3 separate regions of the Mus musculus genome follow, and regions 1 and 2 are each linked to region 3. Evidence: chromatin contacts called from public HiChIP or PLAC-seq and promoter capture Hi-C data. All regions are on one chromosome and are shown on one strand. The core of a region is the stretch at or near the end of the contact, and the rest is flanking DNA. Distances in the headings are between cores, read along the strand shown.

The links. HiChIP or PLAC-seq counts read pairs in DNA pulled down with a chosen protein or histone mark. Capture Hi-C pulls out chosen DNA fragments and counts their contacts.
Region 1: a contact with region 3 is called in an H3K27ac HiChIP or PLAC-seq map of embryonic stem cells, with 11 read pairs. The contact joins the enhancer-like site here to the promoter of Champ1 in region 3. A contact is called at or near these places in 2 of 39 promoter capture datasets (liver and pre-B cells), 4 of 115 datasets of contacts at active chromatin or transcription factors (CD8 T cells, embryonic stem cells and memory CD8 T cells) and 1 of 9 other capture datasets (adipose tissue).
Region 2: a promoter capture Hi-C map of adipose tissue shows a contact between it and region 3. The contact joins the promoter of Erich1 here to the promoter of Champ1 in region 3. A contact is called at or near these places in 9 of 39 promoter capture datasets (the C10 cell line, the HPC-7 cell line, embryonic stem cells and 5 more), 4 of 484 Hi-C or Micro-C datasets (the G1E-ER4 cell line, the HL-1 cell line and embryonic stem cells), 11 of 115 datasets of contacts at active chromatin or transcription factors (CD8 T cells, effector CD8 T cells, embryonic stem cells and 4 more) and 4 of 9 other capture datasets (adipose tissue, liver, macrophages and 1 more).

What each region holds. Positions count from the first base shown.
Region 1 is chr8:14,011,317-14,014,394 of GRCm38.p6, reverse strand. No RefSeq gene overlaps it. Among named protein-coding and RNA genes, the nearest start is that of Gm39134, 13 kb to the left of the region's middle. Within about 2 kb of position 1,639, at least 64 of the 459 cell types and tissues checked have an H3K27ac peak or open chromatin away from gene starts, as enhancers often do. A contact at or near this core is called in CD8 T cells, embryonic stem cells and memory CD8 T cells, where this site is marked.
Region 2 is chr8:14,089,044-14,092,001 of GRCm38.p6, reverse strand. Erich1 (glutamate rich 1) reads left to right here and starts at 1,675. Exons shown (of 6, transcript NM_001034862.2): 1 at 1,675-1,761. The coding sequence starts at 1,740.
Region 3 is chr8:13,867,961-13,871,121 of GRCm38.p6, reverse strand. It overlaps Champ1 (chromosome alignment maintaining phosphoprotein 1), which reads right to left and starts at 1,481. Exons shown (of 2, transcript NM_181854.2): 1 at 1,311-1,481.

The sequences.
Region 1 (3,078 bases), core at 390-2,889, 140 kb before region 3:
CTTCAAACACTTAGAACGAGCTCCTCCCAGCGATGGTGGAAGGAAGAAGAATCTTCTCTGAGGTAAGAACAGAAGAGCTGTTACAAGAGATGCTACTGAGCAGAGACAACTCGGTCTGTTGGGCTTCTTGATGGCTTCACAGAGATGAAGTATTGGGGAAAACACGGAGAAAGTAGACAGATGTCGATAGGTGGAGAAGAGGCAGATTCCAGAAGGTCTAAGGAGGGCACTGCCCCTGTGCACAGGAGTGACATGAGCTCAGCCGAGATTCCTTGTGCAGCAAAGCACTATGATTGGCTATAATTGGAGTAATCTTTGGAAGAAGGTTTTGTCCATGGGGAATGATTGGAGAATCCTACGGGCACCAGCTATTAACCTTCACCACGCTAATGACGGCCTTCCAGAGTTACAACTGTGATTCTTTCCCCTTTTGGCTTCCTAAGTCGTGCTGTTAAGGGACTCTTGGGAATTCCCTTCATTTTTATTCTTGTTTGAAAATGATGCCCTGACAGTGCAGCTTATACTTAGCCACAAAGGGGCACTCATCCAGGCGGTGAGCTTCATTTCAGGATGTGAGTCATATTCACTGAGGCCACAAACCAAGGCAGGCCCAAAGCAAACTGAGGCCTTGCTCTCCCTTCGCAATCTGATTGAAGAAAATTTGAAAAATAAGCATAGTTGGGTCGGGCGTGGTGGCGCACGCCTTTAATCCCACACTTGGGAGGCAGAGGCAGTCGGATTTCTGAGTTCGAGGCCAGCCTGGTCTACAACGTGAGTTCCAGGACAGCCAGGGCTACACAGAGAAACCCTGTCTCAAAAAAAAAAAAAGAAAGAAAGAAAGAAAGAAAAAGAAAAAGAAAGAAAGAAAAATAAGCATAGTTGGTTAGATTGCCCATCATTTTACAGTCATGGAACTGTACGCTAGAATGGAGTAAACCCTTTCCCTAGCTCCCCATTGCCGGGCGAAGTGAGGAGGTATATGTCTTTGAAATGGAGTCTGCTTCCAGTCTAGGGATCTGTGGGGTTTTTTTCTCTGAAGGCAGAGTCCAGTCAAACCCCAAGCCAGGCTGAGGCAGTGAACTGGAGTGATTTGCTAAGTTTCAAATGTTCCACCGCTCATTCTCCCTAGAGGAACTTTTAAAGTTTTTGTTGAAGCAAAACTGAGTTTTAAGAAAATGTGAATTATCTCAAGCTTTTATTGGATTAGGTCAGAATGATCAGGACAACTCTGTCCCGCACTCCAGCCACTGTCACGTATTAAGTGGGAAAAAATCCAGTTCTGTCTCTATGTACTGAGCCTCTCCAGTGTGAACAGTGTCTGTCTGTCTGTCTGTGTTGCATCAGCGTATCTTAGGACTTGAGTGGCTGATCATATGTATGTCTGGGTCCTAAGGGTAGGAAGGCTAAGTCCGGTATCAAGCAATACGGCATCATGCCATTTGTGACTAGCGCCTTACCCTATCCTAACTATGCACAAAGCAAAAGAGGAGGATGCAAGAACTCTGGACCAAAGTGCGGCTTTGAAGAGCCAAGAACAGGGGAGGGAGGTGAACTCAGGGCCCCTGTATAAGCAGCACACGGGGGTGTGGACACCTCTTAACCACAGGCCTCTGTATGAGAAGATAGCGGGTCCCTGTCTGAGCAGGATCTTGCTGACGTCACTTCCTGGCTTTGGCGTGTCTGGTCCCCACCTACACCCCAAGGTATGCCCCGCTCTGAAGGAAGTGAGCTAGGTCCAGAGCACGATGTCCTGACTGGAGAAGGAGCCTCTGGAAGCACGTTAGCTTCCCCAATGCCTATGTGAGTGCCAGGCTAGAGCAGAGACCTGAGCTGCGCATGGGATCGGTGCTGAGGCTGAAGGGGCCACAGCCAGCCAGTTAGAGCTTGCCAGCCAGTACCACAGAAAATAATCAAAAAGAGAAAGCTTTTTGAAACTCAGGGGCTTGTTTTGAGGTTTACTTTGCTCTTTGTTCGTTTCTTTGTTGAGACAGAGTCTTACTATGTAGTTCTGGCTGGCGCAGAACTTTCTTTGCACACCAGGCTGCTCCTGATCCCAGAGCTCCGCCTGCCTCTGCATCTACGGTGATGGGGTTTAAGAAAGGTGAATGCAAACACGCCCAGAAATTTTTGGTTGTTTTGTTGCTGGTTTTGTTTTGTTGAGACGTGGTGTGCGTGTGTGTGTGTGTGTGTGTGTGTGTGTAACCCTGGTTGTCTTACTACTTATTTTGCAAACCAGGCTGGCCACAAACTCATCGAGATCCACCTGCCTCTGCTTCCTTCTTACCCCCTTCACCTCCACCTCAAGTGCTGGGATTAAAGGCATGCACCACCACCGCCCAGCCAAGTTTTGGTTCTTGCAGCTCAGATATTCATCTGCAGTGGCCTCCACTCTCCTTAAGCAGGAGATAACTGTTGCCAGGGTCATATCTAGCCAGTGCAACAACTACCCACTATCTGTGTGCCAACAGCTCACTGTGAGAGAACAGCCTAAGAAAATGTAGCAAGACATCAGCTCATTGTATCAAATGGTTGCTTTGTCCACCAGCTTCTCTCCAGGTCCAACCCCTCCAGCCTATTGGTTGGAATTCCAAAGCCTGTCAGGAATGCAGATTCTCAGCCTGTTGCTGAATTACTGCCTTCAGCAATAAGATGCACCCTGGGTGTTACAGAATGCCCGAATGTCAACAGCCACCTAGTCTGTGTGGTGAGGGACTCCCCGACTCCTCACGTCCCTGGACTAAATTTGAATCCTGGATACTGCCACATATTTAACAATGGCAGAAAGTGCCACTCACTCCCCAAGTTCTCTTTGACTTCCTGGAATACAACATAACCAGATACTCCAGTTCCCTTGCAGTCCATCGTGGCCACATGATCCAGTCATAACAAGGGGTGAAAGAACAGTGCCCATCAAGACTCATATGCTCTGCCCTTCGGTTTAACTTAACTGTAGTGAGGGCAGCCACAGACGCTCCAAGGTGAATGACTGTAGAACAGGATCCCTTCCTCCAACCGCTCTGTAGTGTCAGGACATCCTCTGAAATTGCAGCTAAGATGTTTGACAGCCCAGGCAGCCCT
Region 2 (2,958 bases), core at 426-2,925, 220 kb before region 3:
TCTTAACCACCATTGTGGCCATGCTGGTTCCCTCCATGATCTCCTAAGTTTATGCATCGAAAGCCACACAGCACAAGTTAACAAAGGGCTTCCCAAAGGCCCCCCATGATGATCCTGAAACCCCAACTTTTCAGCTTCTGAACCAAAACTCTGAACCCATTCTAAACTTTCACTTTTCTACCACAGACCAATCTGATGAGTCAGAAAATTTCCTTTGCTTTGCCTGCAAACACATCCACACTCTGACTACTCTTCCCACAACCTTCTATGTCACAACTCAGATGCTAACGATCAACATTTCCCTTATGGCAATGGGCTAGCAATGGACTTTTGCTTCATCTGCTACAACCTCCTTTTAACCGAGAGACAGAAGCCACTTCCTTGACATTTACATTGGGTCATTTCACTTCGAAGCTCAATGCATCAATTTTACACATCTCCGTTTGAAGTTGCTTCTTCCATGATCTTTACCAGTAAAGTAGAAGAAAGCAGCAGAGACCTATTATTAAATACTGATTTATTGATTCATTTCATGACTTATTCAAAGCACTGCTTGTCCTGCTTATTTGACAAGCATGTCTTTACTGGCTACTTGGAACATAACGACCTGGAGAAATAGCAGAAACATTGGGCTATGTTACCCTTAACAACCTGCTGACTGCCTCTTAGGCATCTGTAAAATTTCGCTTGCTTGCCCACCCCACCTTGTGGTTTTAGAGTATAAAACGCAAACAACAGACTGGAGCCCAACCAAGCCTTTCAGGAGCAACCCTGGCTTGAGTCCATCTGCGACATCTCTTCGCTTCTACTCTCACTGATGTCCGAGTGAGTGTTCCAGAGAGTCCTGCAATAGCAACAACCGCGCGCCTTCTCTCCTTCCAGATCCAAACCTGCGTTAGATAGGCTCTAAAAATGTTTTGAGCATTCTCTTCATAACATCAGGTCTTCCTCTTTCATCTTCTCAAAGATGAAACCCAAATCATTTGCTCCTGCATTATTTCCCTTCAAAGAGCCCATCTCTTTGGAATATGGTCCTTACAGTCTTCTTGGTCATGCTCCTCTATCTGACCTTTCATGAACGTTACCACCAGCTTGCAGACCATGTAGGAACTTGGCAGTCATGTTTCTGAAGACGCAGTTCAAGGGTGAAGACTCAATGTCAACAGGGAACAAGGGCTCCAGCGCGGTAACACAGCTGGTCTAAAAGCAAAGTGGAAGACGACACAATGAGAGGGATTCGTAGACGCGAAACAGATGGGAGCATCTCCAGCCGTGCAGCGGTACAACTGGCAGACGTGGTGAGGGGCGCGCGGAACGGATTGCAGGTGTCTGGGGAACCTTGCCTTGCTTCAAGCCTCCAGACCTTCCTTCTCTCCTCAGCAACCTTTCTCCAGCTTGCACTCCAAGTTCCGCAAGTGTGCAGAGCCGGTACTGTCCCCAGCTGTGTCTTGGCCCACGTCCATCACAGGGGCAAACCGCAAACCACAGGAGCAGAGCTTTCAGGCCGTCTGCCTTCCGCGCAGGCTCCAGAGCCAGGCTCCTAGAGGCAGAGTTTAAGCCACGCCCGGGCCGCATACGAACCAATCCGCCCCCGAATATGGATGATTGACATCCAGCGGCGGGGAATTCGGGTCCGGATTAGGCACTCCTAATATTGTGGGCGGGCCTACACGAGAGGAATCCGGAAGCGCCGCGCGACTGGTGGCGGCTGGGGCCAGAGATCCCGGCTGGGGTCCAGTATGTCTTCTCTTCGGAAGCAGGGTAGGCAGGAAGCGCGGAACGCGAACGGAGACTGGATCCGAGATACCCAGGGGTGGCGGACGTGGTAGGCTGATGGCCCTGAGCACTGAGGGATCGTAGGGGCTACAGGGACCTTGAGTGTCTAGGGCAAGATGGGACATGCTGGGCCCTGAGGTACCCTTCTTGTGGTGGCTTCCCCTTCCTGCTGGCTGGGTCTGGCGCTGTCGCAGCTTTTAGGGGCCTTCGTTCTCCCTGGACCACACTAGTGGAGCAGAGGCCTCACCGGACTCTGGGATCTTCTTTGCTGGGGCGGAGCTGGCGCGTGGGGATGGGGATTGGGGTGGTGGGTGGAGGACACAAGACCTAGAGTCTGGAGGATTGCCTTTACCTAGGGCAGCCAGGCCTGCAGTCATCTCTGGGTTAGTACCCTGAGGTCCTGAAGTGCAGTTCATGTGATAGGAGTAGAGAATATGAGACTTTTCTGTGTTTAAAACATGCTTCTCTCTTGTGAAATGGGAGGGAGGTGGAGGAGACGGCTAGTGGCAACTGTATATAGTTAATAAGTATCTGCTTAAAAAGCAGGAAACTAATTTCTCTGCAAGCAAGAAAACCATGAACAAATTAGTATAGTCCCCATCCTTAACTAGCGACTTTCCACTTCAGCCTCAGTGACTTAAGTTTCATCAAACTTTATGGGGGTGGGGCGGGGGGGGGGGTTGGAAGTAAGATGATCTCAGGGATCAGAAAGGACAGATATAACCCTTTCAAAACAGTCTGATCTGATGTTGTGTTTCAAGATGAACATAAGTGTTCTTTACTGAGCAGCAAAACCTTTTTCTAATCCTTGCAAGGAAGAGGATACAAACACTTTATAGGTTCAGCTGTTTCCTGGGTTGACGCCACACCCTGTGCTTTCTCTTCTTGAATTCCCTTCTATGTTCGAGATGCTTCAAAACTTGGCATTAAATGCAAGGAATTATATCATCTATAAAGCACCTCGCCAACTTTAAGACTCTTTTTAACCTCAGTAAATTAAGGTAAAATGCAGGAAAGCTTTTGGTCGTTTTAATCAGACACTAAACTACTCTCTGAAAACAGTCTCTTTTTCTGTTGAAGAGACTATATGACAGAATTATCAGGTAAAATGTAAATAGTTGAAGGATACTGTGTTTTCCAAAGAGTGGGGCTTGTGAACCCAAAACATAAACCTGGAAGTAG
Region 3 (3,161 bases), core at 232-2,731:
TTGAGTTCCTGCCCTTAATTCCCTCAACAATGGACTATAACCTGTAAGATGAGATTGATCCTTTCCTCCCCACAGGTGTTTTTTGATCACAGCAACAGAAAGCAACCTAGGATGTTGGCACTATTAGTCTACGTATATACTAATAAGACTGTTCTTTCTTTTTTTAAAAAAAGATTCATTATTATACATAAGTACACTGTAGCTGTCTTCAGACACCCCAGAAGAGGGCATCAGATCTCATTACAGATGGTTGTGAGCCACCATGTGGTTGCTGGGATTTGAACTCAGGACCTTTGGAAGAGCAGTCAGACCTCTTAACCATTGAGTGATCTCTCCAGCCCAAGACTGTTTTTTCTTATTATTATTTTATTATATATAAGTACACTGTAGCTGTCTTACAAATGGTTGTGAGCCACCACGTGGTCACTGGGATCTGAACTCAGGGCCTTTGGAAGAGCAGTCAGTGCTCCCAACCACTGAGCCACCATCTCTCCAGCCCATAAGACTGTTCTTTATGAATAGCCTTTTTTTTTAAGGTTATACATTTTTGACTGGTTGTTTTTCTTTAAAAACTACAACAACAACAACACAAAGCACAAATAACCCTTACGTTTCTACACGTTTTCCAATTCCATTAACAACTTGTGTTGATCAGTGAGCTAATTTGTAACAAGTGTCACTTTTTTGTTCCCAAGTCCTGGGATGGAACCCAAGGCCTCACTCTTGCTAAGCACGGGCTCACCATCGAGCCGCAGCGTCAGCCTAATTTAGGAGATCCACAGTTTACAGGAGAGACAGTGCATGGCCACGTGTGTGCCACTAACAGTGTAGCTAATGGCTCTGAGTTCCTTGTGTTCTTGACAAGCAAGATCCGTTGACCTGGGGGTAGAACTTCTGGGCACCGAGCGATCTTTAGATTAATTAAATGTTTGGGAATACTAGATTGGCACCGGTTTACACTCCACAGTCAAGTGCCAAAGCGCTGGCCCTTTCTCGGGAAAACACCCCGCTAGGCTGCAGCCATCCATCCGAAAGGGTACCTGGGCGAGGCTAAGCCCGGATACGGTCCACGTCCAGAGACCTTCGGAGCCTCGGGACAGCAGCCCTAAAGCAGATTCCAGACCGATACCGCCCCCTCCCATCCTGTGCGCCGCCACGCAAGAAAAACACAAGGCTGGCCCCGGAGGCGGAGAGCAAGGATGAGGCCACCGGGCGCTCCGGCCTCCAGGCCGCGCCAAGCGCACCACGGCGCCCGCCCTCCCGCCGAACCCTGCAGCCCGTACCGAGGCGCCCGCCCGCCCGCTCCTCACCATCCGGCGAGGCGTCCTGAAGTGAAGAGGAGGAAACGCCCACAGGAAACTCTGGGCTGGCTGTGCGGCCTCGGGAATGGCGGCTGGACGCAGGACCAGCCGGGAAGTACCGCGCGCTCGCACCGGAAGTGCCGTCGCGTGCCTCCGGGTCGCCCCCTTCCCCCGGCCCCTAAGGTTCCCAGCTGGGCTGTGCCGGAGGAAGCAAGGGCCCAGCCCCAGGCCTGGGCTTCTGTCTCTTTGCTTAACCCCTCTTTTGATTGTTTGGGTTTTTTGTTTGTTTGTTTGTTTGGTAGGTTCGTTTTGATTATTTTTGTCTTTTGATTTGTTCCTTCCTAATAAGGATGCGTTCATTCATTCATTCCAATAAGACATACTGTCTAAACTAGAAATACAAGGCAAATACAAAGCTTTTCGAAGGCAGTAAACAGGTTTCATGTCTCCAAACACAAAACTCTAAAAATTGGCTTCAATTGCAATTGAAATGTATTCACTTTTAGTTTTAGTATTAGTCTGTTTGCTTTGAAAGATTGTGAGGACCTAGTTTACCTTACTTTATACACCTATGTAATTTCTTAAGCTTTTGCCTTTTTGTTGTTATTGGTGGTGGTAGTGGTTTGATTCCTTGCATTTTGGACTTGAATGATGATAGAAATGAACCCAGGGCCACCTTATTTAAGCATCCCACGCTGTCTGACACATAACACATTAGTGACTTTGTTTTTTTTTAAGACCGTCTCTCCCTATGTAGCCCTGATATCCACCTGTCTCTGCCTCCTTTCAGGTGCTGGGCTCAAAGGCACGAGCCACCACAAGCATTCCTAACCCACTTTTGGGAATCCATGACCGTTTGCACCAACAGTCACTGTCTAAGAGTCAGCAAGCACACTTCTTGATCCCAAGTGCTGGGATTAAAGGTGAGTGCCGCTAGGCATGGTGGTGCACGCCTTTAATCCCAGCACTCGGGAGGTAGAGGCAGGCAGATTTCTGAGTTTGAGGCCAGCCTGGTCTACAAAGTGAGTTCCAGGACAGCCAGGGCTATACAGAGAAACCCTGTCTAGAAAAACAAAAAAAATCAAACAAACAAAAAAAAAAATGAGTGCCACCACTGCCCAACTTGTTTTCAATTTTTGAGGTGCTGGAAGTCTAACCCTTGTTATTCTAAGTGAGGATGTTTGGCACCTTCAAGGAACTTAGGGGAGGAAAGGGTTTACTTTATAAGATACTGAGGAAACTCAAGGCAGGAACCTTGAGTAAGCAGAGACCTTGGTGCTATTCCTAGCTGGCTTTCTTCTAGATGGCTTGTTACCTTCCTTATACAGCCTAGGCCCACCTGCCCAGGTACGGAACAGCCCCCAGTGTGTGGGGGTCTCCCCACATAAGTTAGCAATCAAGAAAATGCTCCACAAAAATGCCCACTAGTGCTCTTACACTCTTGCCTCTCTTGCCTCTCGCCCCCTTGTTCCTCATCTCTCCCCATTCCCTTCCCCTTTCTCTCCATATGTTCATGGCTGGCCTCTGCTTCTCTGCTCTCTCCTTCTCTCTGCCTCTCTCTGCCTCTGCTACCCTCTTAACTCCCCTCCCCATGCCCTGAATAAACTCTATTCTATACTAAAAAAAAAAATGTCCAATAGTCAATCTGATGCAGAAAATCCCTCTGTTGAGGCTCTCTACAGATATCCTAGTGCTCTGAAGAATAAGGCCAGGGCCCCAGGCTGACAGCATCTGATGCTGAGTCCTGAGGCAGGTCTGAGGAATCTAGCAAGTGCCCAGAAGGCACCAGAACTGCTTCTGGCTGGAGAACCCCATTGTGAGAATTATACTGTAGTGGACAGATGATTTTGCTTGTTAAGG